7 separate regions of the Mus musculus genome follow, and regions 1, 2, 4, 5, 6 and 7 are each linked to region 3. A link is a contact called in public HiChIP or PLAC-seq and promoter capture Hi-C data. All regions are on one chromosome and are shown on one strand. The core of a region is the stretch at or near the end of the contact, and the rest is flanking DNA. Distances in the headings are between cores, read along the strand shown.

Region 1 (3,962 bases), core at 334-2,833, 340 kb after region 3:
TTTCCGTTCCTGATATATCTGAGTAGAAACTGACTTGGAAAACAGTAGATTGCTTGTAGCTAAGGCTTTCTTAGCTGGGAATACGTCTCTGCTCTGCTTATCTGTGTAGAGCTCACTCACCTTTGATGCTGATTGGAGACAACATCCATCAGCCTCCAGAAGTTAACTGTTTTCTTGGTATCCTTTCTGTTCATTGGCCTCCACAACTATGGTTATTCCACTTCACTACATTGTTACTCTCCAGTTATCCCAGTTTTCTGCAACTTAAGCATCTCCTTGCATGTGAGATTTTCATTCGTAAAACCTGGAGTGTCTGAAGTAAACCTGGATTTTTATTCCCTTGGAGGGATCAAATGTGATAGCCCTTTGTTAATCCTTCGCCAAGGAAAACAAAATGCATTGCATAAGCCAGGGACTCACTGAATGTGGATTCCTGAATTTGTGTGTTGATCTGATTTATGTTGTTACAATACGTTGTTAAAAAATGAGTATACACAAAGTTGATTAAGGCAGCCATGGTGGCTTATGACTATATTCTCAGTCCTTGGGACATTGATGAAGGAGGAGTAATGTAAGCCTGAAGCCAGCCTGGGCCACATAAGAAATCTCAGACTAGTCCGGGCTATGCAATGAGAGTCCCTGCTCATAAACAAACTAACAAACAAACAGAACAAACAGAACAAAAAAGTAGTTTACTTAGTTGGTTTTAGAAATTTAAGGCTTGGTCCTACCATTGACTTGTTCCTGGTGAGGTTATCATAGTGAATGGAGTTAGGGTGAGAACACATCACACAAGGAGAAACCACAGCATGAAGGGAAAAAGCCCTCAGGAGCCAGATAGAGCTGTGCTTTCCCAGCTCGCCCTCCCTCTCCTCTTCTCTCCTCTCCTCTCTTCTCCTCTCCCTTCTCCTTTTCTCTCCTCTCCTCTCCCTTCTCCTTTTCTCTCCTCTCCTCTCCCTTCTCCTCTTCTCCCCTCCCCTCTTCTTTTTCCTCCCCTTCCTACCACCTTCTTGCCTCACCTCTCCTTTCATCTCATCTACTTTCTTCTCTTCTCTTCCTTTCCTTTCCCTTTCTTTTCTTATTCCTTAGCCATCTTCCCTTATCTCCCCCCCCCAACACCCCTACTTCCTTTCTTTTCTTCTGAGACAGGATCTGGCTTGGAATACATTCCATTTCCCAAATGTTAGAATGGTAGGCATGTATCAACATGTCTAGGTAACCACACAGGAACACACCAAAGTCCCACAAAATGTAAAGTAATTCCTTCCAATGACAGTTCCCCCAGTGACTTAATCACCTTACACTAAACCCCACCTCCTGGTACCACCACACTGAGAGCCAAGCTACCAACACATCAATTTTTGAGTGAGAACTTCATGCACACCACACTACAGAGGTTTCCCCAGGCCGCTCAGCATGGGGTATAAAAACTGACATCCCAGCTTAATGACACACAGCTTCCTGCTTTCTCTTATCCAACATGAGATCACCAATTTCCCACGATTCTCCCAGTCTTTCCTGGTCTTCTTAAATGTGCAAGGTCATGTGCTTAGAATGCACTGCCAGCCCAAGTGTCATAGAACAGAGCCAGCTCCCTGCCTCTGATGACAACTAAAGCAACTGCCACTTATGCCTCAGAGGCTGCAGCTGTCCCAGTGCATATACCATCAGTGCCCAACCCCCAACTATAAGTACCCTTTGGCACTGATTCCCCTTAAGTCCTGGCCTAGATTGACAATGACCCCTTAAGGCTTCCGATTCTGTAAAGGAAGTTTTTTAGTGTTGCTTCACTTCAGGAAGTCACATGGGATTTCGCAAGAATGGTCTGGAGTATCAGACAGACACTGGAGGGTTCATTTCTCTTCAAGCCAAGCTTTCCCTCCTGCAGAGCAGATGTTACTGCTCAAATAGATTCTAAAGACAGGGCTGTAAAACTGGGAACCTTTTATATTCTACTCTTTCCAGCCCTAAGTACATTGGCAAACTGTGGAGATACGTTTGGTTCTGACAACTGGGTTAGGAGGATACTGTTGGCACATAGTTGGTGGAGGCCTGAAATGATGCTGACTGTCTTTCAGCACACAGGACAGCTCTTCCCACATAGTTTCAAGCTTATTCCCATGGTGTTCTGTGCCTAAGGGTACAATACCTCTTGCAAACAGGCCTACGGAAGCCTCTAGACCACCAGATCTGTTTGACAGTGTCTGACCAGCTTCCTTATCAGAAACCTAAGATGACCAGTCCTCCCCCCACCCAATGATTTCCACTTGTTTTGTTGAGGTTTTTTTCTACTTCACGTCTTTCTGCACACAGCACTGTGTTCAACAATTAATTCTATACAGTAAGACTGTCAGATCTAATAGACTCATCCCTCCTATTGCAAAGGTGGCCAGCCCTAGAGGCAGATACTACACTGATTCTAGGGAACCAGATATGTGTGTGTGAGACTCCCTGTATCGCTCTCGGAGGTCATTGGAATGCATTTTCTTACCTCTAAGCCAAGATTTGGGCAATGGTCCCACACTTCTATAAACAGCTCAGTCCTACAGAACTCAAAGACCATGAAATTGTGACTTTGACTTCTCAGGAGATAAAAATATAGTTCAGCATAAAGGACTGTAACACATGTTTTATGCCTAAAAATGTATTGTAACTAGTCTTGGCACTGTGTGACAATGACTTAGGGAAGAACAAACCATTTTATTGGGAAAATCACCCTTAAAAGGTACAGTCTTTATGATGTAGAAGCAGAATTTTCAGTTTCCATATTGAGGTCAAAGAATTGGGGCTGTTGAAGTAATGGGAAGTATTTATGGATCTAGTATGCTCCCGAGAGGGGGTGACAAGACCTGAGTTCCCTGCGACCATTTATAGTTTCCCTGACCACCCTACCACAGTATCCCTGGGGATATGCTCACAAAAGCAGACAGACCTGTCACCTCAGCAATGTAGATAGCATTGTCCAAATACAAATGATGAACAGGGTAAACATAGAAGTCTGTATATGGCATGAGTCTATCATTTGTTACTTCTTTTTAATCTTTATCTCGGAAACAAACCACATCTGCACATGTTCCTCTAATCACACATATTCCCATAGATTTTTGCCAAGGACAGGGCAGTCACGTGGAAAAAGTTTTGGAAAATACAAAGACCATTCAGACGTCAGTAGTGGGACTTGCACAACCTTAGGGAGGAGTGGTTTCTTTGTGTGAGTTCTGCCTAGGAGACTGGAAACTTCTTCAAGAGAAGACATGCCAGTCCTACTTGTTATTTAAGATTCTCTTGGTAGAGTGTTTAGCATGTGCTATATTGTCAACAAACACTTGTTGAATGAATGAAGAAAATAATTCGCAAAAACCTAAAATGGAGAACTGGAAGCAGATACAGAGGAAGCTTGGATTTATCTTTCTGTCATCCTAACCTAGCTGTTTAAGGGTTAGGCCTGATTTAGAAACACCAAAGACAGAGGCAGCAAAGATAGTAGTGGAAAAAAATTAAGATGCTTCAATTCAGGCTCAGCAGGGATAGATCCCCTGCACTCCCTAACACATATAGTTTTAAAGCACAACTTCTCCAGCACCTGGCCTGTGTGCATGATTTCCTTCCACTCTGGTGGAGGAAGCAGAAGCAATATCTGGCAAGTTTGCTAAGGGAATCTTGTACAGGGACTTTCTCGGAGGCTCACCTGAAGCCAGGCTGAGTCTTACATGCCTGTTGCTTGGTGTCAGGGTGATGTCCCTTACAGATCTCTTCGTTCTTGATCCATTCTTTCTGAATTCTTCCCATCTTCCAAGTCCCAATTCACCCTGAGAACGTATCACACTTCCTGCGTTCTACCCATCTGATGACTTGATTTAAGCTCATTTTATCTTCCAAGTACACTTTTCTAGGGAAGAAACCATTCCTTCTGCTGTTTCCAATGCTTCCCAGCAACTCCAGGAATGTGGCTCTCCCTTTTG
Region 2 (4,082 bases), core at 267-2,766, 450 kb before region 3:
AGCAAAGGTAGGGCCAGAACCAGAAAGCTATAGGCTCCTTTGTCCAGTTCTCTGGAATATCACAATCGTGACAAAATTGAGTTTGACCAAGGACAAAGTTGAGTTGACAAAGATCTGTAATCCACCGTCCTTAGTCTCTCTTTGGAGTCCACTGTTACCTTCAAGAGCCAGAACAATTGTTCTGTATCCTCCCTATTCACCAAAATTCCTGAGACACCTCTGAGAAGACATGCTTATACCAAGTCAATGAGTGGGGCACAGAAAGAAGAAAAGGCTTCCATCAAAAGAGGCATCATTCTGCCTGTGGTGGTTAGAGGTGGGAGTAAGGATGGAACTCGGAACTGGAACTGGGGAACGTATAGATAGAGAGACGTCTGGCATAAACTCTCCTGTCTCAGTCTCCCAGGTCTCCCAGGTGCTGGGATTACAGGCTGGCTGGCTATTTATTTTCCCTCTTTAGTGTTCAGGAAGCTAGAATTACATAATTAAATAAAGCTTTAAATTAATCTAGGGTCAAAAGCAGGAGGGAGCAGCAGAGGTTTGGGGCAGGAGAGTGTCAGAAAGACTCTGATTCAGTCATGCTATTAGTGATCCCTACTCTCCTTCCCTTAACCTGCCCCTTTCAGGGCAAAGCTGGCAATTTCTGGACAGCGCCTCTGCCTTCAGACTGGCCTGCTTTTCACTATCTTACCCTCAGTGTACCCTCAGATAGGTGGTGAAAAGTGGGTGGATGGCTGATGCTTTTACTGCTGGGGATCGAAATTAAGGCCACAACCTTTATCTCTGAGCTAATTATCCAGCCCGCCCTGCCTATATATTTCTACTTTATATTTTGAAACAAGGTTACACTTCGGTGCTCCAGGCAGGACTTGAATTTTTAATTCTCCTGTTTCAGCCTCTCTCAAGTCCCTGGGATTACTGGCTAGCATCACTCAGGCTTCTGAAGTGTCAAAATTTAATTGGATCTTTTTGAGGACTGAAGTCAGGAGGCTCTGGGCTCTCTGGTCTATAATCGCAGCAAGGTGAAGCAATACCCTCATAACCCCTCTAGACCGTTAGTTTGGTCCTTAAACCAAGAAACTCAACCTTTTGCTGGGGTTGTGGCTGGGAGTTGGGCTGGAGAAATCACCGGTAAGAGGCAGAGGTAGCAAAGAAGAAGGGAATGCAGAAAATGGGTAAAGAAAATGCAAAGGCGAATAGAATGCAGACAGAGAAAGCAAGAACGAGGAGACAGTGGAAGATGAGGAAAGATAGAGAAAGGCTGAACAGACAGGAACCCCCGAGTGTGATGAAACGAGAGCTAAGAAACTGCGAGCCTGACCGGCGCGGGCTTTGGGCACAGAGGAGCCAGGAGGTCGGAGCAACCCCAGCTGTCAGTCTGGAACAAAGGCCGGGGAGAGAGCAGGACAGGGTGCAGGCAGTGCGGGCCAATGAATGTCGTTGACTCTGGCCCCGCCCCACTCGTGCCCCGCCCCACCCCGCCCCGCCGGCGGCCAGGGACCCAGCGCAAGGGCCAGAGCGCCCGGACGAGCTGGCGGGCTCTGGGAGGCTCCGACAAGCTCACAGTCCGAAAGTTTCTCTGTCTTTCTGCTGCTCCTGGGAGTGTGACTTGAGCGACGCGGGATCCGCCGGCTCTAGGAGCCCTCCAGAAAAAGAGAAAGGGGCACTGCACAAAATACACCGAAAAATCAAAATCTGCAGCCATTTGCAGCTATCCCCAAGGCGGAGGAGGACAGACAGGTAAGGTACGGGTACCCAGGGTCCTGTTCCTCCTTCGTGCAGGGTCTACAGCTCTGCGGACGGCCCAGACACAGGGAAGACTTCGCTTTCTACAGCATACCACTCCCGGGAGTGAGTCCGCTCGTCTGTCGGTCTTTGTCTGTCTGTGTCCGCGTCTGTCTAGGTGTCTTTGTTTCTACATGTAACTATCGGGGTGAAGGGCAGTGGTAGGTGTGGGGGAGTCTTCTTCCCTGTCACTGATTGTATTTCTAATCTGACCCCAGCCGGAAGGAAATGGTGTGCATCAGTCAATCCTTATGTCTTTGTCTGTCAGACCGGGGATTCTCGTAAACCTGAATTTCATCTTGGAGACGTGCATTAGGTGACATGAATGTAGAGATGAAGAAATGAGAGGTGAGGAAGTGAGGCCACAGAGACTGGGGCCCCAGACAGAGGATCCAGCTGCTGGCGACTGGCTAGTGAACTTTACCTTGCTGGCTGGAACTTTGGAGGTACATGTGTCTGGAAGGAATAGGAATGAGCTTGGACGAATACACAGGTAGACAGACACATAGACACACACTGACACACCTCAGTTCACTCCTTTTTCTCATTCACCACAGGGAATCAGATCCCCTCTGTTTTTGCTTCTCATCTGCCCTGGCTTCACTCAGCAATAGAAACCCAAACACCACGGACCAGGTGATGTTTCCCTTCCCTGCTCCAAGTGGAAGGGATTAAACTGTGGCACATGTGAGCATTCTGCTCACCCACGGGTTGTCAGTCCTCAATTTCCCAAGCACTAGAGATGTTTAGGGATCCAAGAACCATGCCTTCTGCCCTCAGGTTTTCTGCATGCTCCTTGGATTGCTGAGGAGCAGGCTCTGGGTTCTGGGTAGCTGTCATCGAGACTTCTCCACCAGAGGGTCTCTCCTCCCTGGAAACACAATCTAGTCTCAGCCCATCACAGAGAGATGAGCTGCCCGCATGCACTTCTCCCAGAACCCAGATCCTGACGGGGGGGGGGGGGGGGCTGCTGGTAAGGGATTTTGAGGATTTGTAACCTGAGCTTCCTTCAAGTTCAGAAACAATTTTCTGCAGGCAGACAGAAGGAAAATGGAGGTGTTTGAAAGGTGTATGCACATGAATATCCAAGTTAGAGTTTACAGGGGTAAGAGTCTTCAAGGTTGGCACAGAGCAGAATGTGGGCAGGAGTCTGTGGGCAGAGAATGCACCCTAATCAGGCAATGGCCCACACCTTGTATTTACCTAGCTCTTTCTTCTGACCATTTTCAGTGCATCATAGATGTTATCTCATTTGTTGTCTCCTTTATCCTCACACCGTAACTACCACATTAGTATGAGATGTGATTTACTCTGTGTCTGCCAGTGAAGAAACAGAGGCACCAAAATGCAAGGGTGTTCCCTGAGATCCCATAACCAATGAGAGCCAAGTCCATCATTAATGAAATCCAAAACTTCATGTCTTAGCTGTGGAGATGGGAGTATAGAGCACTCATCTGCTAGAGTTGAGAAGAACTGTCTGTGTGTGGGGGGAGGGGGAGATGGCGGGGGGGGGGGAATGAGAGCATCCTTCCTGGAGGGTTCATGGAAGGACCAGACATTTGCTTTTGCTCAGGATGATTGTCTTTCCTATTTCTAGCCTATGTCTTGGCGCCCTCTGCAAGGCAAACCTGCTTTAGCCATTCAGTCTGTGCACTCTTGAGACTGAAGGAGATTTCCTTGTGTGGCTATCTACCTCTGATGGTTGCAGGAGCTGAGGTAGGAGAAGTATGCTGTTGGGGAGTGCTCTGGGTGTGCCAGTTCTCTGAGAGTGTGAAGAGTGCTCAGTTGCCATGCAGGGTTAAGAAGCGAGATGTCTGCATGTATGGGTGAAGAAGTAGATCTCTGTTCCTGAAAATGTATTCTTATGCCTTTGGGCGTGTTTAACAGTCACCCCACAGCTTTTCATTGGATGCTACAAAACGCAAGGCTTTGGGACCCACAATGAAGCAGGAATGAATATCATAGTCTGGGGTTAGTTTCCTTGAACGAGTGCTTCCTTGAAATTCAGGGGTTCTGTGTTTGAGACCCTAACACTACATAAACCTTCATATGGTGGCACAGTATTATAACCAAACCTTGCCCAAGTGGTGGAGATAGGAGGATCAGAAATTCAAAGCCAGTCTTGACCACATAGGAAGTTCAGGATCAGCCTGTGCTACCTGAGACAATCTCAAATGCAGAAAACAATAACAAACAACCCAACAATAAGAAATATACCAAATAAGGTCATGGCAAATAATCTATTTTTAGCAACTTCAGTCCAGTTCATTTATGAATAGTATTGTAACAAAGTTTAA
Region 3 (4,063 bases), core at 989-3,488:
AAAGTGGTTCTTGGCTACCATGAGTTTGACATCATCCTGGACTCATGAGACTGAGTCTCTAAATAATAAAACAGAAACTACATCTAGGCTTAGTGTTCTGCCCAGCCTTTCTGGTCCTTGGCTCTAGGGCATGCATGGAAATCCATCTTTCTGCTAGTTTCACTGTTCAGTTTTGTCGGGGGCTGCCTCTCCTGATGATGGAGATAAAATGTCCACATGACAGAACTCTGTAAGAGAACTTCCTGAGCAGATAATCCACTGTAAATTTCTCTCTTGTTCACCCAGGAAAAGGTATCTTCTCTTAATGATGCTGTTACTTAGTTTAATTGCGTTATCACTTTCTCAATTCAATTATTTTTCATATACTATTGAAGCTATTAAAAACAGAAGGACACCGGTCCCGGAAAACTGGCTTTCAATTGGCATGCAGTGACACACTGGCATATGCGTTGGTATCTCCTGCAATACCCCAGAGCCAATATCCAAGTGGGAGACGTTCGAAAGTGGTGACCTGATGCACCTCCACATGCTAAACACCCATAAAGGAACCACAGTCGACCCTTAAGTGGTCCCCTTCTTTATTCTATTTAGAGTAATAGAGATTATTGTATCTATAAATGTGGGAAGCCACATGTGCCGTTGCAGAGTGGCGCTGGCTACTGCTGGCCACCATGCATAAGTTTGGACAAACAACCAATGTGTACATATGCAGTAAAGTTTTTTGCCAAGATACTGCCTGGCCCGGGCATGATAATGAGGTTTTGAGAGTATAGCCAATCAGATGTGAGACATGCAAATGAGGTATGATAATGAGACTCTGTGAGGTACTAAGAGAGAGTAACCAATCAGATGAGGAACATGCAAATGAGGTATAGTGCATAACCAATCTGGGTGTGAGACACGCCTCTCCTAGGCCTATATAAGCAGCACAAGTTCTGGGCTTGGGGTCTCTTTGCTTCTGCAATCAAGCTCTCCCAATAAACGTGTGCAGAAGGATCCTGTTGCAGCGTCATTCTTGCTGGTTGAGTCGGGCGCACGCAAGATATAAAGTATGTTCTCTATCTTTCACATAGCCTGCAGGGCATGTCTGTGCTGGGGCCATGGCATACTCAGAATTTCTAGCCCATTTTTCCAAACTAAAACCTATGTATAACTTTATTACATGATTCTGGAGACACCATTGAGTAAAGAGATGAGAGCTACTTCAGTAGGTGAAAGCAATCAGAACTAGAAGAACCTATCAGTAGATGAAGACAGGAATGCTTTAGTGGCAGTTAGGACAAAAGCTCTGAAGAAGTTGCCCGACTACCTACTAAGTGTGAAATCAAAAAACCCTGACTTCCACCTAGTGACGTCCATCTGCAAATGGAAATTGCCATATGATTGCCTTTTGAGGATGCTAGGAGCTAATCTGTGAGAAATAACTGATGTCCACATATGTACGTGCATATCTATGCAGTGTTAACTCTTTGTTATCTTCCTATCATGCAGTACTTTGATGCAGCTAGAAAAATTACACTGTATGTTTTGTGATTTGGCAAACACGGATTCTTCTATTTTTCCACGAATCTCAGCTGAGTTGATGTAGGGATGTGGCCGCTAGAGGTCCTTACAGACATCGCTTAGCCACAGTTGGGGCTGAAGGGTTAAAGGGGTTTCTGATCTTTTGTAAATAAAAGCTTCTTACTGAAGGCCTTATTACTACAACTCAGGGCACCCAAAACAGTGACTATCTTATTAATTCTCTCAAGTAGAGTGTAAGAAGTTTTGGAGGCAAGCCATTAGGACAGTCCTAGCAGCGCAAATGCCTCGGGGATGAGTTGGGGAGTGGGGACGAACTTGTAGGATAGATGCCCCCTCTCTGTTGGGGCGCAACTTCCAACAGTGCCCTAGTCTCTATCGCCAACTTCTCTGATGTTGGTGATCAATCACACTTGAAGTCTCTACGGTACAGGAGACCCTGCTCTCCACTCATGCTCCCTGCAGTGACAGTCTCTCAACCAGGGCACCCTGCTCTGCTCGGACCTGGAGCGGGGACGCACTGCAGACTGGCCCTGGAGGAATTAGATGACTGCAGCCATACACGACCCCAGCCCTGAGGCCCACGCTACCCCCACCTCTCAGCTCTCGGCTCCTCGGGCTCCCACTCGGAGGCCGGCGCTGTGCTTGGCCGCTGTTCAGCCCGCGCTCCCCGCTTTCCCCCTCCCCCTACTGCTCCGGGTCCCTGGAGGCTCAGCGGCTGTTGGAACTGGAGGTGGAGCCGAGCCCAGGGCCGCCTCGCAGGAGGGAAAGTTCAGCGGCAGCAGGGGAGCAGCGTAGCCGAGGGATCCGGCTCCGCTGTCTGCAGTGTTGCCTGGGGTAAGTCGGGGTCCCTACCCTGAGGGCTGGACGGGTGTGGCCCGCTATGTGCGGGCGTGTCGCTGCCGTTTTCCAGTCCGCGCCACTGCCCCCGACCTCGACCTCAGGGTGGCTCTCTGTCAGCCGGGAGGACGCCTGCACCGCTGGCTTCCAGAGACCACTGCTGTCCTAGGGCTGAGGACTCCGGAATCACTGCCCTCTGTAGCCCTTGCGAGGCGCGTGGAGGGATCGGTGTCTCTAGGTGGACGCGCGAGGGTCCCGTGCCGCACCCCACGGCCAGCTCAGCTTCTTCAGCGGTAATTGAGCCCCCAGCTGTTGGCTTACTCTCCAGAAACCCCACTTCAAAGTAGCCTTGGCATATGTGCGGGTGCCTCTAGTTTGCTGTTTTTGGATTGTATTTGCTGTGATGAAGAGGGTGGCCCGTGGGCAGCACGCTCCCCTGCATTGTGCCGCCGCGATGGTGACTCTCTGGATCCCAAGGGTCTTCACATCTGCATGTGACTGCATGCAGTTGTATGTGCCAGGGGCGGGGAGAAGCTCTTCCAGGGAATGGTCTAGGGGTGCAGTGGGGCATTCCGAGGGCTGGAGGAAAAGGAAAGCTGTGCTGGGCGAAGGCAAAGTTGTTTGTTTCCGCCACACTTCCTGCACCTGTACCCCTGTCGTCAGTGATTCTGAAGTTATGGAGGAAAAGACGTTAACACTATTGTACATATCCTCAGTGGACGCTAAAAATGAAGTAGTAATGAATGATCGGATGGCTGTATTTTGCAAAATCCATTTTTTATTCAGATTGCAACGACTTGGCACAGTTTTGACTTAAATGTCATTAAAGACAACTAACTACGATTCTATATTTATAAAGAATTTAAATATCTAGTAAACCCTAGCAATTCCACGGGGTTTATTGGATTGTGTTGACACTTTTTGTTCAAGAGAGCTCCAATTATTATGGTCCTTGAGCATTAATAAACTATGGGTTCTGCTGCGTGGAGAGAAGTCTAACAAACTTGGAAACAGAAGTGTAAGGCAGAGAGTAACTGGTTCTCTAGGCATAAAAGGTCACCTGAACACACAGAAGAGGGATTGCTGTAACAGAGGGATTATGTGTTGAGCTTCCAGAAAATATGAGATGGGCAATTCCCATTGTAGGAACCTAATACATATATGATCACTCCTCTGCATTGAATCAACTACCTAATGGATGTGTCCAATGTGCTTCACTAGGGTGAGCTCAGGAAGTGAGCTTCGTAGGGTGAAGAACAGCTATTAAAACAGCCTAAGACAAAATCATGAACGTACTTAAAGCACTGAGGTTTTCTTGTGTGATTAGTGTCTGAATAATTAGCACGGTGTAATTGTCAAGCTTGAACTTTGCAGATTGGGACACACCTGCTGTCACTCCAAATTACGAGATATTACTTTAATTTCTCTCCATCTTCTTGTCTCAGATCTCCTATATCTAGTTGCAAGCCATATTAGCGAGCTTCAAAGAAAAAAAATATCCATTGTTTAGATTCACCCATTTACATCATTGTGAGATTGTGTTTGCTGTTTCGGAGAACTGGCATCCAAGAGGTTCATCCTACTTTTTAGCTGCATGACCCAGGGCCAGTCACATATTAAATGGTTTCAAGATTCTTCATTTGATAACAATACTTGACAGAGTGAAATAACATTCTTTTCTAAGCACCCAGAGATACAGTAG
Region 4 (3,923 bases), core at 1,284-3,783, 290 kb before region 3:
ACAGTAGTAGTAGGTTCTCAGTTGGGGTCTGAGACCTTTTCAGTCATGGGCTTTTTGACTGGGTGGACAATACTAGGCATGAATAACACATGTGAATACGTATGGATAACATATATGAAATCTGTCTTGTGGAGCAGGCCTAGCATCCAACCAAAGAGCAGTTAGTTACTGTGGCATCATTCTACCAGTAGGCACATAGTAAACTTGACCAGTTTGGGGCTGGAAATCAGTCAGCATTTAAAGAGTGCTTGCTGCTCTCCCAAAGGATCCAAGTTCAGCTCCCAGTACCTACCCTGGGCAGCTCACCACTCCCTATAACTTAAATTCCAAGGGATCAAGCACCTGCTTCTGACCCCCGTGGACACCTCCATGCTACCTCTAGTATACAAAGATGCACACACATGTACATAAGCAAATTGTTTTTAAATCTCTCAAGTGTTTGAGCCACTATTTCTGGCTTATGGATCCTATCCTCTATGTTCACATTCTTATCTACTACTGTTATTATATTACAGAAAAGCTATTATATTGTAGAAATTGCCCAGTTTTTTTCTTGACAACAATTTTATATAATCTACTGTCTCTCTTTAATGGTAGATAGATACGGAATATCTTTGCTGGCCTCTTCTCTGCTCTTCAACTTCCAGATATAGTTTTATTATGACTTTCTAAAGTAATAATACTAATCTGCATGCTTATTGCTCACTGCTGAACTGGAGGCATGGAATCTGATTTCATTGTTTCTCCAGATTTTGTTTCTCAAGAATGCTTTCAGGAATCTCTTTGTTTTCTTTTCTTTTTTTTTTTTTTTTTTTTTTTTTTTTTTTTTTTTTTTTTTTTTTGGTTTTTCGAGACAGGGTTTCTCTGTATAGCCCTGGCTGTCCTGGAACTCACTCTGTAGACCAGACTAGCCTCGAACTCAGAAATCCGCCTGCCTCTGCCTCCCGAGTGCTGGGATTAAAGGCGTGCGCCACCACCGCCCGGCCTCTCTGTTTTCTTAAGGGGCTCTCTTTTCTCTCCACCAACTTTCCCTTTCATGAGCTCATCTGCTTTTACTCTGCATGCTCATATCTGTGCCAGCAGAAAAGTTGTCCTAGTTTCTGCATGAGGCTCTCTCCCTCTTCCTTAGGCTCCAAAACCCACAAGTGGTACAAGGACACTTAGAAGGGTGTGGTGGGCAGGGTTAGAGAGCTGAGATCATTGTCTTGTCTCCCGAGCTAAGATTTCCTCACCCACCCAGCTTCCCAGCTTCCCAAGTGTTTTTTGGGAAAATACTCTTTTCTCCTTTGCTTCTCTCCTCTTCAATTTTTTTTTAAATAATTGGAGTGTAACACATCCAACATGTGTAAGTTTTGAGTGAGTACTGATAAATTTGTTTTATATATATATATATATACTTTTCTGATAAAGAAAGCATACACTTGTAAGCCTTCAAAGACAACAGTCTCCTCACACTTCTTCCCGGTGACTCACCCACTCCTACAAACCTCTGCGTTCTGTCCCCATTAATTAATTGTGTTGACTTTCAAAGAAATATTGACTTTCATCCATTTCTCAACTAAGATTCCTTTTCAGTTAGAACTTCATGATATGTGGTACTCTTAAAGGGCCTCTCACTTCATCCTGCTGGATTTGGCATGATGGTACCATTGTGCAGATGAAAAACTGAGTCAGATGTAAAATGATCAGCTTGATTTCAGATAGTCACTTCTCGTACAACAAATAGCAGAGCCTTATTGAACTCAGACCAACTTGGCTCCCAAGTCTGAGCACCTTCTCTTTTAAGCCAGTTATCCTTGTTAATGCTGTCTGCTTTTGAGTAATGTTTGGTAGACATTGGTAGATTGTTTCTGGCACATTCCTTTAGGAGATAACCAAGATATATACAATGGACAGAAGCCTAGAGTCCAGACTTAATCTGGATGGTGTCTGCCATGGAAAAGCCTTTATGTGTCTTAGTAACAAACTTACTCTGGCTGTCCCGTGTTGCTGCAAGGAGCAGAGGAGGGAGTGTATGACTGGGCAAAACCAGAACAAAGGATTAGTCTCCTCTAAAGGATCTGATGGTCAAGTCTTTCATAATTCTCCAGCTGTAGAGAAGAAAGGAGACTCGGATAGGGAGAAGCTTGGAATCCTCGGGAGGGGAGGGTGTTGTCAGCAAGCAGTGGGAGAGGTAGGGAAAGGAATGTGCGAGAGGAACAAAGGTTGGCGGGGTGGGTAGATAAAGGCTCTTGAGCAATCTCCAGGAGTTGTCCTCAGAAGAATAGATGAAAAGGCAAGGGGGTGGGGAGGCTGGAGGTGCAGCTCAGCGCTGGAGTTCATCCATGTGCTAGAGAGGAAAAACTGGAAAAGCTGTCTGGGCAGGAGGTGTGGAGATGGCTAGTCTCTGTCCCCAGTAGTTAATCTTCCCTGGTTATTTGATGGGATGCTTAGGGAGAGGTTTTTAAGACAATTGCACTTCTCCCTTTGGTCAGATAAGTGAGTTCCAGAGTGAGCCTGTTCCTGTGCTCAGGAGAGAAAGCAGACAAGGTCAGAGGAACCTGCATTCTGAGCAACTTCTCAGGCCTGATAGTGGATCAAAGCACCATCCCAGGGTATCTTTGCCTGAGCCTCAACAACATGGAAATTTACAGGTGTGATTATATGTCTTCAGATTCTGGGGTTGGGTTGGGGGCGGGGGAGAGAAGGAGACAGATTGTATCTAAGAAATGGAATCTTTAAGGGAAGGGAACCTGTCCCAGCCAATGTGCGAGTGTGAAGTGTGGCCAGAGAAGGGTCAGAAGGATTCTGAAGGTGGAAGGGGCTGTGAGAACATGGGGGTCTCAGATAGCTGGGAAAAGCGCAGACACAGATTCTTCAGAACTCTGATCCTGCAGAAGAGTGCCTCCTGCCATCTCGTGGATTTTAGCCCAGCGACATTTATTTTGGATTTCTATTCTACAGAACAGTAAGAGTTTTGAAAAAGATGTATTGTTTTAAGCCACTGAGTTTGTAGGATTTGTTCTAGTAGCAATAGAAAAATAAATACAGACATATACACACATGCATGTATGTAAAGAGGATGAAAGCTTAAGAAAAATCAGAGAATTATATACTTTTATTTTTTGTTTTTAATTAATTAATTAATTAATTAATTAATTAATTAATTTTGGCATTTCCTTTTTATTTAAAATAGATTATCTTCTCACATAATGTGTCCTGATAAAAGTTTTCTCTCCTCCTCCTCCTCCTCTTCTTCTTCCTCCTCCTCTCCTCCTCTTCTTCCTCTTCTTCCTCCTCCTCAGCCCTTCCCACTTCCTTTCCCAGCTGGATCTATTCCATTTCTGTTGTTTATTAGAAAACAAAGGGACCTTTAAGGGATAGTAAAAAAATATAATAAGATAAAACCAAAGCTAACATTGGAATAGGACAAAACACAAAACAGAAGAAAAGAGCTCTTCACACACACAAAAAAAATTAAAAGCATAAGAAATAGATCCACTTGTTATTTGCATACTCAGAATCTCATAAAACCAGTAAACTGGCCAGATGTGGTGGCACACACTTTTAATCCCAGCACACAGGAGGCAGAGTAAAGCAGATCTCTGAGTTTGAAGCCAGCTAATCTATATGAGCTGCAGGACAGCCAGGGCTACACAGAAACACTGCCTCAAAAACCAAAAACAATAAGAAAAAAAAAACAAAAACAATAAACTGGAAACCTAGTATATATGCGAAGGACCTGGGTTGGGGAGACAAAATAAAATAAAAATAAAAAACAAGATAAAATTAAAAAAAAAAAAAGAAGAAGAAGAAGAGGAAAAGCCCTAATCAGGACATTACGAGACAAGAAGCCTCCAAAGATGCTTCTGAGTTGTTTTGTGTCGGCCGTCTACTGCTGGCCATGGGGCCTACCCTTAAGAGAGGTTTGTTTCCCCAGTGAG
Region 5 (4,062 bases), core at 285-2,784, 460 kb after region 3:
TTAGATTAAGTTCTATCTATTCTTTAAACAGCTAGCTCTGTGGACAGGCTTCGGATTGTTCGATTTTTTTTTTCTCATTAATTTACTTGATGATTTTGAAAATAAAATAAATTGCAAGTGGTGAGAGCAGCTGGAAGTTCTGTAAATGCTCTCGAGATTGAAGTATTTCACAGATATAACTAGACAAGTCCATTTGTGCCCAATCTTCACCTAAGTATTTCTTCCACTTATTTATTAAATTAAAAATTATAAATACATTGTTTCGTTCCACAAACAAGAGAAGCTTGTCAGGGAACTGAGCAAGATGTAGCTGGTTATCCCTGCTTCTCTAGGGCCATAGTGAAGAGAAACACTATTGAGAAAATCTGCAAACAGTGAGTGACTCCACCTAGGGCCCATGAACCCCCCAGGGCAGGAGTGGCTGCGGATGGTTTACTTTTGTTGAGGAAAGTTCTTGCTAGGCTGATTTTAGATTGAGCCTTGACCCAGAACCATAGGGAGGGGACGAGCCCGCTGCTCTCTGTACCACGTGAGGGCGCCCGCGGGAGGGTGTCCCCGCGCGGGGAGCTCTCTAATAGAGTTCTGCGTGGGCTGAAACAGGTTTCAGGACTCTGTCTGGAAGGTCACCTCCGGGCCAGGAGAGACCACATGGCACTGCCCAGTGATTGGACCTCCGCTGATTTGTGGGTACTGTTGCAGGCACCCAGCACCTGCTTCGTGGCCCCGACCCTCGCAGGTTGCTTCCGCAGCTGCACCTGCCCCGGCCAGTGTAAGCACTCACCACGCGTGCATGCACACCGCCCGGGCACCATGACTTCCCTGAAAGACTCCAAGTTGCCTCCGATTCTCCTCCCACTGGAGACTCTTAGTATAATGATCACAAGCCCTCTATTCTTAGGGCCGCCACTCGCCCGGCCCCGGCTGCCGATACTGGACACCCTACACGAGACATCGGACACCCACAGCTGTGGCGGTCGGTTCCTCTGGGCACCCGAGCTCGCCCTGCGCGCGGTGGAGGAGGGACCAGAGGGACAGGTGAACAGCCTGACCGCGGGAACCAGGGTCTCCTCCTGTCCCTGTCCTCTGTGCTTTACCCTTCGCTCTAGAGACTCACCTGCTGGTTCCCACTCCTCGCTCACCCTTCTGCCTGGCTCCATGCTCCAGCGTTTTACCCGACCCGGTCACCTACCTGCTCAGTACCCGGAGCAAGGTGACCCAAGCACCTGCCACCTCCAGATTGCCTACAGCAACTGTCCGGGAAGAGAAGGGAGGACAAGCAGAGACCCAGCCTCCCAGAGACCCAGCCGCGCGGGCTGTCTGGACAAACACTCGGGACCAGAAGGACACTCAGCGTCCAGATCGCAGCCCTGGCCCGCCCCGCCGCGCCCACATGCTGGGGTGACTGACTGGGCGCTCCCTCAAGGCCCCACCCGGGTGCTGGAGGCGCTCCAGGGCCAGTAGGCAAGCTTGGCTGCCTTGGTCCAGTGACAGCAAGGCCACTAGTCCTTGGTTAATCTAGAGCGCTGTCTACAGTCTGGGGTAGTTTGCCTTACCACCTCAGTGGGGGTCTGTGGGACTTATTAATTACAATAGTCCGGCCCCTTCCACATTTGACTTGTAGGTGGAGCCTGCGGAGGCAGGCAAGGCCCATTTGGGAACCTGGGTCCTGCAGGCCAAGTTGGCTGTAGTTCTGCCCCTGCATTCTACAGCTTACTTTTTCCTTCTCTTTTGTTGACATTAAGTAAATTATCAAACTCTGAAGCATTTGTGACTCCAGGTGTGGCTTTACCGAGCATGATCAAGGAAGAGAAAGACTGGAATGCTGCAGGCTGAAGGCACTAGGGACAGGGGCAGCCAGGGAGAGAAACATGAAAGGGGGAAAAAGGTGGAAGTCCCCTGTGACTAACAGATCAGGGCCCGGATGGCACAGAGCACCAATGAAGCCTAAGCATACGTGGGAGGGAGGAAAGCTGAGCCGAGTGGAAAGGTGGACCAGCCTTTTCCACGGGTGAGGAACGTTAGGGATGTGGGGAGAAAACAGGGCTGAGAGGTGCGGAGGGATGACACAGGACCTCAGACTGTGGAGGTTAGAGAGAAGTCTTATAAACAAGAAACACGGTGTGACTTTATACACCCTGTCCAATCGATTTAGGAGCCTGGCATGCTGGACCCAAACATTGTTTATCTTAGGCTTTCACAACCGCAGAAAACCCTTGAGTTGGAAAACCTTACAGCCAGGAGTTACACCCTACACTCTCAGGAAACACGACTCAGCCATTTGGGAATTGTGCTTGAGATCCACTCAGGCAAGGACTCCCGGCCCGAAGCTTACTCTCCACTGTACTGAACTGGGTGGCCAGATGAGGTGCCTTAGAATGCTCTGTCCTCCTCTGCCTACTGGTGGTATCTGCTCAGCACGTGTCCTCACACTCTCTGGAAACTAAGGAGCTGTACAAGCTGGCTATCAGCCAGCTCAGGGGCCCATGGGACACTGATGCTATCACTAGGTACCCTCCTCCAGACTCATTCTGTCTCCAAGTCCTGACAAGCCTTTCTTGATGACAGCTCTCCCCCTTACATTTAGCCTTACAGTTTGCCATTCACGATATCAGCAGTGCCTGGCTGATTCAATTCTTGTGAGGCTCAAGTGAGATAATGCATGCAAAGTGCTCAGAGCATGGCTGGCCCTAATATGTTTGGATACTTACTGCATGCCAGAGACTATTGAATAGATAGAGGCTCTTGCACAAAGTGTTCAGAACCATTTCTGGCACGCAATATTCAAATGCATTTGCTCCTATTACTCCACATCAGATACTGTAAATTCGTGTTCCTACTTTATACCAAGGCTATGAATTTTTGTGTCTCACCTTACCTGGATTGAGGCTATGAGCAATTATCCTGGTCAAAGCATGCAGGCCATTGCTGTACCAGGTATCGGTCTGTGTGCTCAGTAGAAAACAGCAGAAGTGGTGGTGTTCTATTTCCCAGGCTAGTGTGTGGTAGTGGCAAGGATTTATTATCCCAGCACTTGAGATGCTGAAATAGAGAGATAGCAGTTCCAGGCCAGTGTGAGCTACTTAGTTTCAGGCCTAGATTCCCAGTGAGAAGATGAGAAAATAAAGCCTGTAGCTCTGCGTTGTCTGTAGCCCTGTCTCTTCCCCGTCATCCCTTCTCCTTCCCCCTCTGTCTCCCATACCCTTGAAACATTCATGCTGAGAGATAAGAATTTCCATAGCAAGTCATCCTTTAGAGATCTACCCAGAAAGGCTAAACCCACACAGATTAAATGAGAAGATCCTCAGCTGCTGTCAAGCTGTGTAGTAACTACAATACTGGTGTGAGGCTTTACTGAAAATTCATGATATTGCTTGGTTAAGCCACTCTCAAATTCCTTGAAGACGGGCGGGCCATTTGTATTGTAGTAAGTCAGTCATTTGGAGGTAGTCTGTTACACTGAAATAGGTAACTAATCATCTCTCTCACTGGTCCTGTTTCTAACCTAAATTTAATTAGCATGTGTGAATAGAAAATGACACAAATAACTTATTGAAACACTGAAATAGCTTATTTAAATTCTGAGCCCACGCCTCAGTCCAGACCTAAGAAACAGAACATTTCGGGGTCCTGGTACCTGTATGTCAAACAAGTACTTCAGGTAATCCTGTCAAAAGAGAGGTGGCAGCTCCTTCTCTCAGAGCCTGTCCCCGGTTGTGAATGAAGCTATTTTTTTTTCAATGAATAATCGATCCACCATTCAATTGTTGTAACATTTTTGATGCTCACCTTCTCCCCTGCCCAGAGAATTAAGACCAAACTGCTGGCCAACTTTCTGCAGCCAGGAAAACCGATCACTGAGCCTTTTCAGTCATATCACTGCTTCCAGATATCCTACCTCCATGTAATCTGCCATGTCCCAACCTTAAACCTACAGCCTCTGCAGCTTCACACTGGGCCCATTGTCTAAAACATTTTTACTCCACGGATCACTTAGGAAGACTTCACCTCCCCTGAACTCACCACCTTTAGGACATTTCTTTGCCTGCTTCTTGTCTTCCCACA
Region 6 (3,903 bases), core at 892-3,391, 400 kb after region 3:
CATTTACTACCTCCCCCGCGCACACGGGAGAGAGCACAACTCACATAGTGGTGTTCTGAAAATTAAGTTCCAAAACTCCTCCCTTCTCTCATTTCTCATCATTTCCACCCTTGTGAGGCAGCACTCAAAGGCTAAGACATTCAAAAACAACCGTGTATATGGTATACAATTAGAAATTCGCCACACATACCCCAACATAGGACAGGTCCAGGAAAGGCATGAGAAGACCTCACATTTATACCTCACACTGATCCTTGGCACAGAAGCCGCCTGTAACTACAGGAAACAAACACGAACACATGTAACAGTGCAAAAAAGGGCTGAAGAGATGGTTCAGTAGCTAAAAAGACCTAAGTTCAGATTCTTAGCACTCATCTCAAAGTTGGGTGTTATATATGATGTCCCAGTGCTGGAAAAGTGAAGACAGGCAGAGATCTTCTGGCCAGCAAGCCTAATCAAAACAAAAAGCTCCAGATGAGTGAGAATGCTGACTTGGAGACTAGAGTGGAGACTGATAGAGCAAGAATCCTGACCTTTGCACTCACGTGCAAGGCATGCAGACTAGCACCCGCATGCACATACATATAGATAATGTATGGACTGAGGATGGAGAGATGGGGGAACAAGGGAAGCTGATAAGGGGGAAGAATATCAGTAAAGTCAAATACACACATGTATGAAATATTGTAAGGGAAACCATCACTTCCTATGCTAACTAAAAATGTTTTAAAAACAACAAAAATGACTAAGCTGGTGAATTTTATATAATATCAAATTTAACACAATAATAAATGGAAAGCTGTCTATGTACCTTGTATCTGTGAAAAAAATGAATTGCAGGTTGGATGTACCTGATAGAAACAAAAAAAAAAAATCATTAAAAAAGAAAATCTAATCTGAATAGTATTGAAATGAAAAATTGTGCCTCAAAATGTGCTAAGGTGTGAAAAGATAAATCATAAACTAGAAGAAAGGATAGCTGGCCCATATAATTGGTAAATGATTAGTGTTTAAAACATATAAAATTCTACAAAGCAAAACAAAATATCAATAGATATCTTGGAAAATGATCAAAATATCCAAAAAATTGTTTTCAATTCTCAGACAGCAAACATGAGGGGCTCAGGTTCATTGTGCAACAGTGCAAACACAGTTATCACAATTCCACTGTGGTCCCACACTACGGAAGGCAATGGAATCAGATGATATCAAGTGCTGGTTTGAACAAAGTAGAGAGGAATGTTGGGAACAGACATAGGAGCATACACTAGGGTACTAGCTTCTGAGGCGCTGGGCCACACTCAGTACATTGTTCACCATGCTTGTCCACACGTGTTGCAGAGTTGGGAGGTTTTCAAATAACAACATATCTTGGTAGACTTACAAGGTGAACAGTTAGAACCAGAAAATGGAGGAAATGAGATGTTCTACAATCTAAAATATTTGCTCAAGTTCTGGAGTGTTTCTGATTCGGGCTGTTTGGATTAGGATCGTTCAACATGCATCCTTAAACACACACATGCCTCTCCTTTCCAGAAATTCTGTATCTGTGAAAAAACTATGATATGTAGGCATGATGAGATGTACTCAAGGGTGATGCGAGGCCATTTTCTGTAGTACTGACCAGTAAACACACAATCAGCTGCATTTCAGAGAGACAAAGTGTGAACCGCCCTGTCTCCATTGCAGGAATGTGAAATTCTGTCTTCCTAAAATGGAAGCCAAGGATTTATGTCGGCCTCCTGACATGCATATTTATTATCACATTATTTATTTATTGTATTATTTATTTGCTTATAACTATGATAAATATTTGTATAAGAATGAATCAACAATGATATCATATTTATAAAATATTATGTGTAACACAGCACATTTGTGTTTTCTAGGCAAAGCTCCCACTGGATTTTTAGCTGTGCCATGTCCTCTGGCTTTACACAACTCTTTCAGACAGAACTGCCAGTTGACATATCAGAATTCTTAATGACATCAGCTAACACTTCCAATTTTCATACCCTGCTGTTTAAAAAAAAAAACCAAAAGACAGAAATGAAAATGTGACTGCTCTCATAATCAGGGACAACAGCACACAGCAACTGCTCAAGGACACAGGAACTACAAAGGCTGATTTCCTGTGCTTATCTTAAAAGGAAATGGGGGTGGGGTGGGGTCAGCAGACAGCAGAGGTGGCTATGCTGAAGGCATACAGAATCAGCAGAGTTCTGTTAGTCTCTGACAACATCACCACACCACAGAGGGACCTTACTCACAAGAGCATGGGGCATCTCTAGGAGTCAATGAAACCAAAGTCAAAGCACAGGTTCAAGGACACCTGGCAGTTCTGCTGAGACACGGGCTACTAAAGCAGCTATCAGGGAAAAGATATCATAGACGGGCCAGGGTTTTTGAAGTGGTTGCTCTTGCTGGGTGTTTGGAAACTTATTTTTTGTGGTCTATTTATATATGAAATAATACTACTAAACAGTAAGATGCCTTACACACAGTTCAAACCAAGACACTCTATGTGTGAAGTGGGAGAGATTGCCTTGAATAAACACTTAGGTAATAAGTCCAGTCCAAGCACACATAATGCCTTCTTTTATTTTCTGGGTCGGGGTTAGAACTGATCACTTTGTACATTATGGGTGACTAACTGAGTCAGAGCTGTACTCCAGGTCCCTGTCCACTGGTCTTAAATATCTGATTGCTCTTGAACTGAAGCAGTCAGGGGATATGACCTAGGGCAACAGAGTAGCCTTAATTAAACAAATATCTTAAGTCAAATGCTGAAACCATCAGCTCATACTGTCCAACGACTCAAAGAACTTGTAGACTTGCAGACTTGTTAGAGCAACAGAAAAACAGGATCAAAGCCACAGGACCAACCAGGGATCATGCAGGAGCTGGACCTAAACCTCTCATACCTGTAGCAAACCACCTTGGTATTCAGGTGGTTAGCCTAACAAGTGGAATGGGGCAGGAGGAGCTATGCAGCCTCTGTTCCCTGCCATTGGATCTCCTTCTCCCTACTTGGATTGCCTGGATGGGCCTCGTGGGAGAAGATGTGCCTAGGCTTGTTGGGACTAGATGCCCCAGGGTGAGGTGGTACCCAAGGGAGGATCCACTTCAATGGGTGGGGGGGATTTAGAAGGGTGAGGCTGGGAAAAAGGAGGGAGGAGGCTAAGATGGGGATGTAAAGTGAATTTTAAAATAGCTTCAGTTTCCCCTTTAAGAGATAAGAAAATTGGGGCTCTAGTAGTTTGAGTAGCGATTGAAAGAGATCATTGCTTCTTCAAGGTCACTGAACTGGATATGAAAGAGCTGGTGCTTAGCTGGCCTTCTGCCTGCTAACCCTGCCTCAGTCTGTCAAACCACTGACGTTCTAGTGGAGGAAGACAATAGCATGTGCTGAAGTCACACTCTGTCCGCCGAGTCCCTAGGAAGCCTTTCCCGCCCTCCCTGGAGTATTGTATTTGTGGTGAAGGATGATTAGCCCATTTCATTGCAGTGGCCATGAATGCTGACAGCTTTCTAAGTAAGCACCAGCAGACAGCTCTCTGAAAAGCCTTTAAGAAAAGGCTCAGTGGCAATACACTGAAAGACTGTTAGCGCAGCACAAATGAAGAAGGGAAGAGAAAGCTCTTACTGTTCGTTTGTCGTTCTTGAAGTGAGCACTGTTTGGTCTGCCATAGAAGTGGTCTCAGTACTCACCATGGAACCAAGGAGCAATGGTGTCTGAGTTTTTCTGGTAACCTGCACGGAATGGCAACTGTTCCTCTTTGAACCATCGAATGGTGTCCATCTGGGCGGAGCTGATCTCGGTCCTTATCACCCCCTGATTCCTGTCATGGGTAAGATGATTCCCAAGTTAGGGATGACTAATTTGAAATAATGTTCTCCATT
Region 7 (4,020 bases), core at 1,114-3,613, 290 kb after region 3:
ATATGTGTAAAACATAGATATGTGTGCCAACTTGCTACATGTACACAACGATGCGTGATAAGATGAAGCTTGAACGTAAACTAGAAGTATCATAAGATGGAGTGAGAAGAGGAGATGTGGCTAGGTAAGAACCCTGAAGATTTGGCAGGATAAATATGCTCAGGTGTTGAGATATATAAATATAAATATATATATATATATATATATATATATATATATATATATATATACACACATATATATTTATGTGTTTGTGTGTGTGTATTTGTTTATTTTGCAAGACCTTGGGGCTATATACCATTCAATATGCTGCCATGACATATTTACTTTCTAACCGGCTCACTCAGATAGCACAATAGAGCACCTATTTGACAGGGTTAGATGAAGGCAGAACTAGAAAGCAATTTGGAAGTTCTTCAAAATATTCGGTATAACATAATCATATGAACAACTGTTAGACTTCTATGTATCTACCAGTGAAATTAAAAACACACATTCACCCCAAATATCTATGCAAATGTTCATACTAACATGGTTCATTACAGTAGAAGATGTAAATAATTCTATCACTGGATGATTGAGGAAAAAAATCAGACATTCACACAATGGAAAATAATTGATCCTTAGAAAGAAATGAATGTAAGAAAAAGCAATGAGGTAAGGCTAGAGAGATAGCTCAGCAGTGAAGAGCACTTGTTCTTTTTGTTGAGGACCCAGGTTTAGTTCTAACACCAATGTGGTAGGTCATAACTATCCATAACTCCAGTTTCAAAGGACCCAGGGCCTGCTGACCTCCATGGGTACAAAGCACTATATAGTGCATATAGATATATTTAACAAAAGTATTCAAACACATGCAAAATCAAATAAATCTAAAAAAAGAGCAAGAAAACAATGAGTAATGATGCTTTCTACCTGAAATTACTATACTGAGAGGAAGAAACTAAACAAAATGCCATATGTTGCATAATTCCAGTTATGGCCAATGTCCAGAATTGGTTATTCTATTGGGGCATGGAGTTAGATTAGTGACGGATAGTATTTTTTAGGTAGGTAGATGGGATGGGGTGATGCTAATGGGTGTATCTTCCTTTGGGGAAGATAATGTGTTCTAAATTTAGGTCATGCTGATAGTTACAAATTTTGATGATTACAGAATGACAATAATGGGCTTGTGCACTTAAAACAGGACAATGCTTGGCATTATATCTCAGTGAACTGATTAAAATTAAAAGATATAATCTCTATCCCCAAAGAAAAAAGTAAAAAGACTCAAACTGGGAGATTAATTTGAAAGTTTTTAAAACAGTGAGCTGACTAACTAACGGGCTCCTGAAGGAATCTGGTAGAACATGCTAAACTAAGTATGGTCTGGAGGTTAAATTCTTTAGGTTACACAGTGATCTCAGATTTTTCCACATTTTCAACAGGATTTAATGGAGACTCTAATAAACATATTTAGAAAAGAAATTTAATGGCAACTATCACAGTTATTGATGCCAGGTTTCTTTGCTACTTAAAAATATTACTATCACATTTTCATAAGACATTAATGCAATCAAGGGAGGTTAGGCATAGGCTGAAAGAAGAGAGACACAAATCTTGTCTTTACCATAAGGAGACAAATTTCAATAGGGAAAATTATGAAAAATCTCTACCCATGTTGTTGTGATAATACACAGTTGACTACAACACAGATGACTTTCAAACCTGGAAATAATTTTTCTTTATGCTATCACTAGTTGGGGGCTAACTAGTCTAGCATAGCCAGCATCACACAGCTGAGATTCCAGATAAAGCGAATAGCACCACTACCATAAAAGCCTTTAGAATAAAACTCAAGTGAAATGGAAATATTATACCTTATATCACAGGGCCTGCCACCAATTCTCAAGGCAGCCCAGTCCAGCAGGGTAGATGGTACAGATTTTAATACTGAAACATGAAGAGAGGCTGGAGGTTAAAGCTACAGTTAGCTGATGTGGTCTACAACTGGAGTAGTATGCTGGAACCTGAAGATAAAAAAAAGTGTTCACCTCTCTGGGATGATTATTTATTCAACAAATACCTACTGAGTCCCACAACATGCCTGGACTTGTCCAAGGACCTCAGCATGAAAGCTGTGTATCCTTGACCCTGGATAAACAGTTTCCTAAAAGGAGACTTTGTGGTTCTCATATAGTTAGCAATTTCTTAACTAAATACTATAAATTTCTGAGAGTCTCAGCAGCTCTCAATGAACCTTTAAGACTTGAGTATAAGCACGGCATTCATTTTCTCATTCTAAGTTGGATTCTCCTTGAATTGTGACCATATAGGATCAGCGAATAGAGTTTATGAGCAACACAGAGTGTACTTTGCTTCCCTGCCATGTTTAATGAAACCAGTCATCTCTGTGACCTCTTCCCACAAACCATGTTGCAAGGAATTCATGAAAAATTGCCAATTACTTGCTTTAATATAAAATGTGTGGACTATAAAAGTATGCTTTAGTACCCTTTAACCACGAACCAAAAAATATTCAGAACCAGTTATGTCCTTTTCACACTGTTGGACATCACAGAAAGGCTGAGCATGGAATGTTAAGAAAAAACTTTCTTTTGATTAAATGTGCACTTAAATATGAGTTATTACTTAAACTCAGTAAAAAATAGGAAGTGACATATACACAAGCATCTGGTTTATGACTGAAAGAGGGTTTCATTTTTTTTTCTACCAGAAAAGAAGAGAAAAAATTGGAAGCACAACTTGGGCATCAAACAGTCACAATGTAGGGAGTAAACAGATACATAATGAATGCATGATATTGGTGAGAATGAGTGAATGAAAATATATATTTAGTAATGGCAGTATGAGTTGGTACCACTGTTATGTGAGGTGATTTTTTTAAAATCAAGAACCTTTAAAATGTTCATACATTTTACAAGTATTTTCACCTCTAAAAATATATTCTGAAGAATATTCATGAATATTTATATCAAGACTGTTCATCTTGAACATGAACTGAAGAGATGGCTAAATGGTTATGAGCATGCTAATCTTATAAAGAATCAGGGTTTAGTTCCCAACATCACATTGGGCAGCACACAACTATCTATAACTCTAGTTCCAGGGCTATCTGATGTCTCTGGCCTCCATAGGAACCTGCATTCATACACACACACACACACACACACACACACACACACACACACACACTCACACATGCATACACATGAACACACATGCATACACACATATACATGCATGCACACACATATGCACACACACCTACATATACACAAAATGGTCATTATTATTAAAAACAATCCTGATGTCTAGCATGAGGAGACAGATGAAGTTATACAGTGTCTAGAAAGAGGCATAGTATATTTTTAACATAGAAGAAACCCTGTTATGAAAAACTATCATTTTAATTATGAAAAGTAAAAAACATGACTATTAAGAAGAAAAGACTAAGAGGATAAAAATATTATATTAACCTAGGGATTTTCTTGGTATGTGTTAGAGTGCCAGTACTGCATTCTCCAGAAATTCCATGCTGAGTAACTGTTGTCTTTTCACTTTCTGATGGGATATGAATGCTCAAATTATGATGGATTAAAAAGAAAATACTTATTTTATTTTAATTTTGTGTGTCTGCACTTATGTGTGAATATCGTGTGTGTGAGTGTCTGCATTTATCTGTGAATATCTTGTGTATGTGTGTGTGTGTGTGTGTGTGTGTGTGTGTGTGCCTGTGTGTGTGTGTGTGTGAGTGAGTGTGCTGCCAATGGACCCAGAGGAGTACATCAGATATAGTGGAACTAGAGTTATAAGAGGTTATGAACCTGGGTCCTCTGCAAGACCCACAACTGAGCTTAACTGCTGAGCCAAAAATAATGTTTGACTTCCTAAACCTGACAAAATGGTGTTCTTTTTTAAAAAAAATTTATTGGCTATTTTATTTATTTACATTTCAAACTTTATTCCCTTCCCAGTGGTTTCCCTTCCACAAACCCCCTATCCCCTGCCCCCTCC

Evidence for each region. Promoter capture Hi-C pulls out the DNA fragments that hold promoters and counts their contacts. HiChIP or PLAC-seq counts read pairs in DNA pulled down with a chosen protein or histone mark.
Region 1: a promoter capture Hi-C map of the HPC-7 cell line shows a contact between it and region 3. The contact joins the enhancer-like site here to the promoter of Csgalnact1 in region 3. A contact is called at or near these places in 13 of 39 promoter capture datasets (the HPC-7 cell line, the SN4741 cell line, cranial neural crest and 8 more), 1 of 484 Hi-C or Micro-C datasets (bone marrow-derived macrophages), 7 of 115 datasets of contacts at active chromatin or transcription factors (embryonic limb bud, fetal liver, fibro-adipogenic progenitors and 3 more) and 2 of 9 other capture datasets (adipose tissue and pancreatic islet).
Region 2: a contact with region 3 is called in an H3K27ac HiChIP or PLAC-seq map of the NIH/3T3 cell line, with 3 times the contacts expected there. The contact joins the promoter of Lzts1 here to the promoter of Csgalnact1 in region 3. A contact is called at or near these places in 1 of 39 promoter capture datasets (pre-B cells), 1 of 115 datasets of contacts at active chromatin or transcription factors (the NIH/3T3 cell line) and 1 of 9 other capture datasets (adipose tissue).
Region 4: a contact with region 3 is called in an H3K27ac HiChIP or PLAC-seq map of extraembryonic endoderm stem cells. The contact joins the enhancer-like site here to the promoter of Csgalnact1 in region 3. A contact is called at or near these places in 21 of 39 promoter capture datasets (the 3T3-L1 cell line, 3T3-L1-derived adipocytes, the C10 cell line and 13 more), 2 of 15 datasets of contacts at CTCF or cohesin (the NIH/3T3 cell line and embryonic stem cells), 12 of 484 Hi-C or Micro-C datasets (the Ba/F3 cell line, cerebral cortex, cortical neurons and 3 more), 14 of 115 datasets of contacts at active chromatin or transcription factors (the NIH/3T3 cell line, embryonic limb bud, embryonic stem cells and 4 more) and 2 of 9 other capture datasets (adipose tissue and embryonic stem cells).
Region 5: a contact with region 3 is called in a FOXA1 HiChIP or PLAC-seq map of pancreatic cancer cells. The contact joins the promoter of Sh2d4a here to the promoter of Csgalnact1 in region 3. A contact is called at or near these places in 23 of 39 promoter capture datasets (3T3-L1-derived adipocytes, the C10 cell line, the HPC-7 cell line and 13 more), 2 of 15 datasets of contacts at CTCF or cohesin (large pre-B cells and stem cell-derived epiblast-like cells), 7 of 484 Hi-C or Micro-C datasets (the C2C12 cell line, bone marrow-derived macrophages, brown adipocytes and 3 more), 20 of 115 datasets of contacts at active chromatin or transcription factors (the NIH/3T3 cell line, bone marrow-derived macrophages, embryonic forebrain and 11 more) and 4 of 9 other capture datasets (adipose tissue, embryonic stem cells, liver and 1 more).
Region 6: a contact with region 3 is called in a promoter capture Hi-C map of the HPC-7 cell line. The contact joins the enhancer-like site here to the promoter of Csgalnact1 in region 3. A contact is called at or near these places in 13 of 39 promoter capture datasets (3T3-L1-derived adipocytes, the HPC-7 cell line, cranial neural crest and 7 more), 1 of 15 datasets of contacts at CTCF or cohesin (the NIH/3T3 cell line), 1 of 484 Hi-C or Micro-C datasets (bone marrow-derived macrophages), 10 of 115 datasets of contacts at active chromatin or transcription factors (the NIH/3T3 cell line, SST interneurons, T-cell acute lymphoblastic leukemia and 6 more) and 3 of 9 other capture datasets (adipose tissue, liver and pancreatic islet).
Region 7: a promoter capture Hi-C map of the 3T3-L1 cell line shows a contact between it and region 3, with 7 times the contacts expected there. The contact joins the enhancer-like site here to the promoter of Csgalnact1 in region 3. A contact is called at or near these places in 19 of 39 promoter capture datasets (the 3T3-L1 cell line, 3T3-L1-derived adipocytes, the HPC-7 cell line and 11 more), 1 of 15 datasets of contacts at CTCF or cohesin (large pre-B cells), 1 of 484 Hi-C or Micro-C datasets (3T3-L1-derived adipocytes), 6 of 115 datasets of contacts at active chromatin or transcription factors (T-cell acute lymphoblastic leukemia, embryonic stem cells, fibro-adipogenic progenitors and 3 more) and 3 of 9 other capture datasets (adipose tissue, liver and macrophages).

The regions. Positions count from the first base shown.
Region 1 is chr8:68,390,557-68,394,518 of GRCm38.p6, reverse strand. All of the region lies in intron 5 of Csgalnact1 (chondroitin sulfate N-acetylgalactosaminyltransferase 1), which reads left to right. Among named protein-coding and RNA genes, the nearest start is that of 1700125H03Rik, 24 kb to the right of the region's middle. Within about 2 kb of position 1,583, at least 54 of the 459 cell types and tissues checked have an H3K27ac peak or open chromatin away from gene starts, as enhancers often do. A contact at or near this core is called in the HPC-7 cell line, adipose tissue, bone marrow-derived macrophages and 1 more, where this site is marked.
Region 2 is chr8:69,181,632-69,185,713 of GRCm38.p6, reverse strand. Lzts1 (leucine zipper, putative tumor suppressor 1) reads left to right here and starts at 1,516. Exons shown (of 4, transcript NM_001370971.1): 1 at 1,516-1,740.
Region 3 is chr8:68,733,321-68,737,383 of GRCm38.p6, reverse strand. Csgalnact1 (chondroitin sulfate N-acetylgalactosaminyltransferase 1) reads left to right here and starts at 2,238. Exons shown (of 10, transcript NM_172753.5): 1 at 2,238-2,358.
Region 4 is chr8:69,026,216-69,030,138 of GRCm38.p6, reverse strand. No RefSeq gene overlaps it. Among named protein-coding and RNA genes, the nearest start is that of Gm33103, 26 kb to the right of the region's middle. Within about 2 kb of position 2,533, at least 43 of the 459 cell types and tissues checked have an H3K27ac peak or open chromatin away from gene starts, as enhancers often do. A contact at or near this core is called in embryonic stem cells, epidermal suprabasal cells, extraembryonic endoderm stem cells and 3 more, where this site is marked.
Region 5 is chr8:68,274,000-68,278,061 of GRCm38.p6, reverse strand. Sh2d4a (SH2 domain containing 4A) reads right to left here and starts at 1,534. Exons shown (of 9, transcript NM_028182.1): 1 at 1,190-1,534.
Region 6 is chr8:68,335,004-68,338,906 of GRCm38.p6, reverse strand. It overlaps Sh2d4a (SH2 domain containing 4A), which reads right to left. Exons shown (of 9, transcript NM_028182.1): 7 at 3,712-3,842. Among named protein-coding and RNA genes, the nearest start is that of 1700125H03Rik, 32 kb to the left of the region's middle. Within about 2 kb of position 2,141, at least 23 of the 459 cell types and tissues checked have an H3K27ac peak or open chromatin away from gene starts, as enhancers often do. A contact at or near this core is called in the HPC-7 cell line and hematopoietic stem and progenitor cells, where this site is marked.
Region 7 is chr8:68,442,899-68,446,918 of GRCm38.p6, reverse strand. The region is part of intron 4 of Csgalnact1 (chondroitin sulfate N-acetylgalactosaminyltransferase 1); the gene reads left to right. Among named protein-coding and RNA genes, the nearest start is that of 1700125H03Rik, 76 kb to the right of the region's middle. Within about 2 kb of position 2,363, at least 15 of the 459 cell types and tissues checked have an H3K27ac peak or open chromatin away from gene starts, as enhancers often do.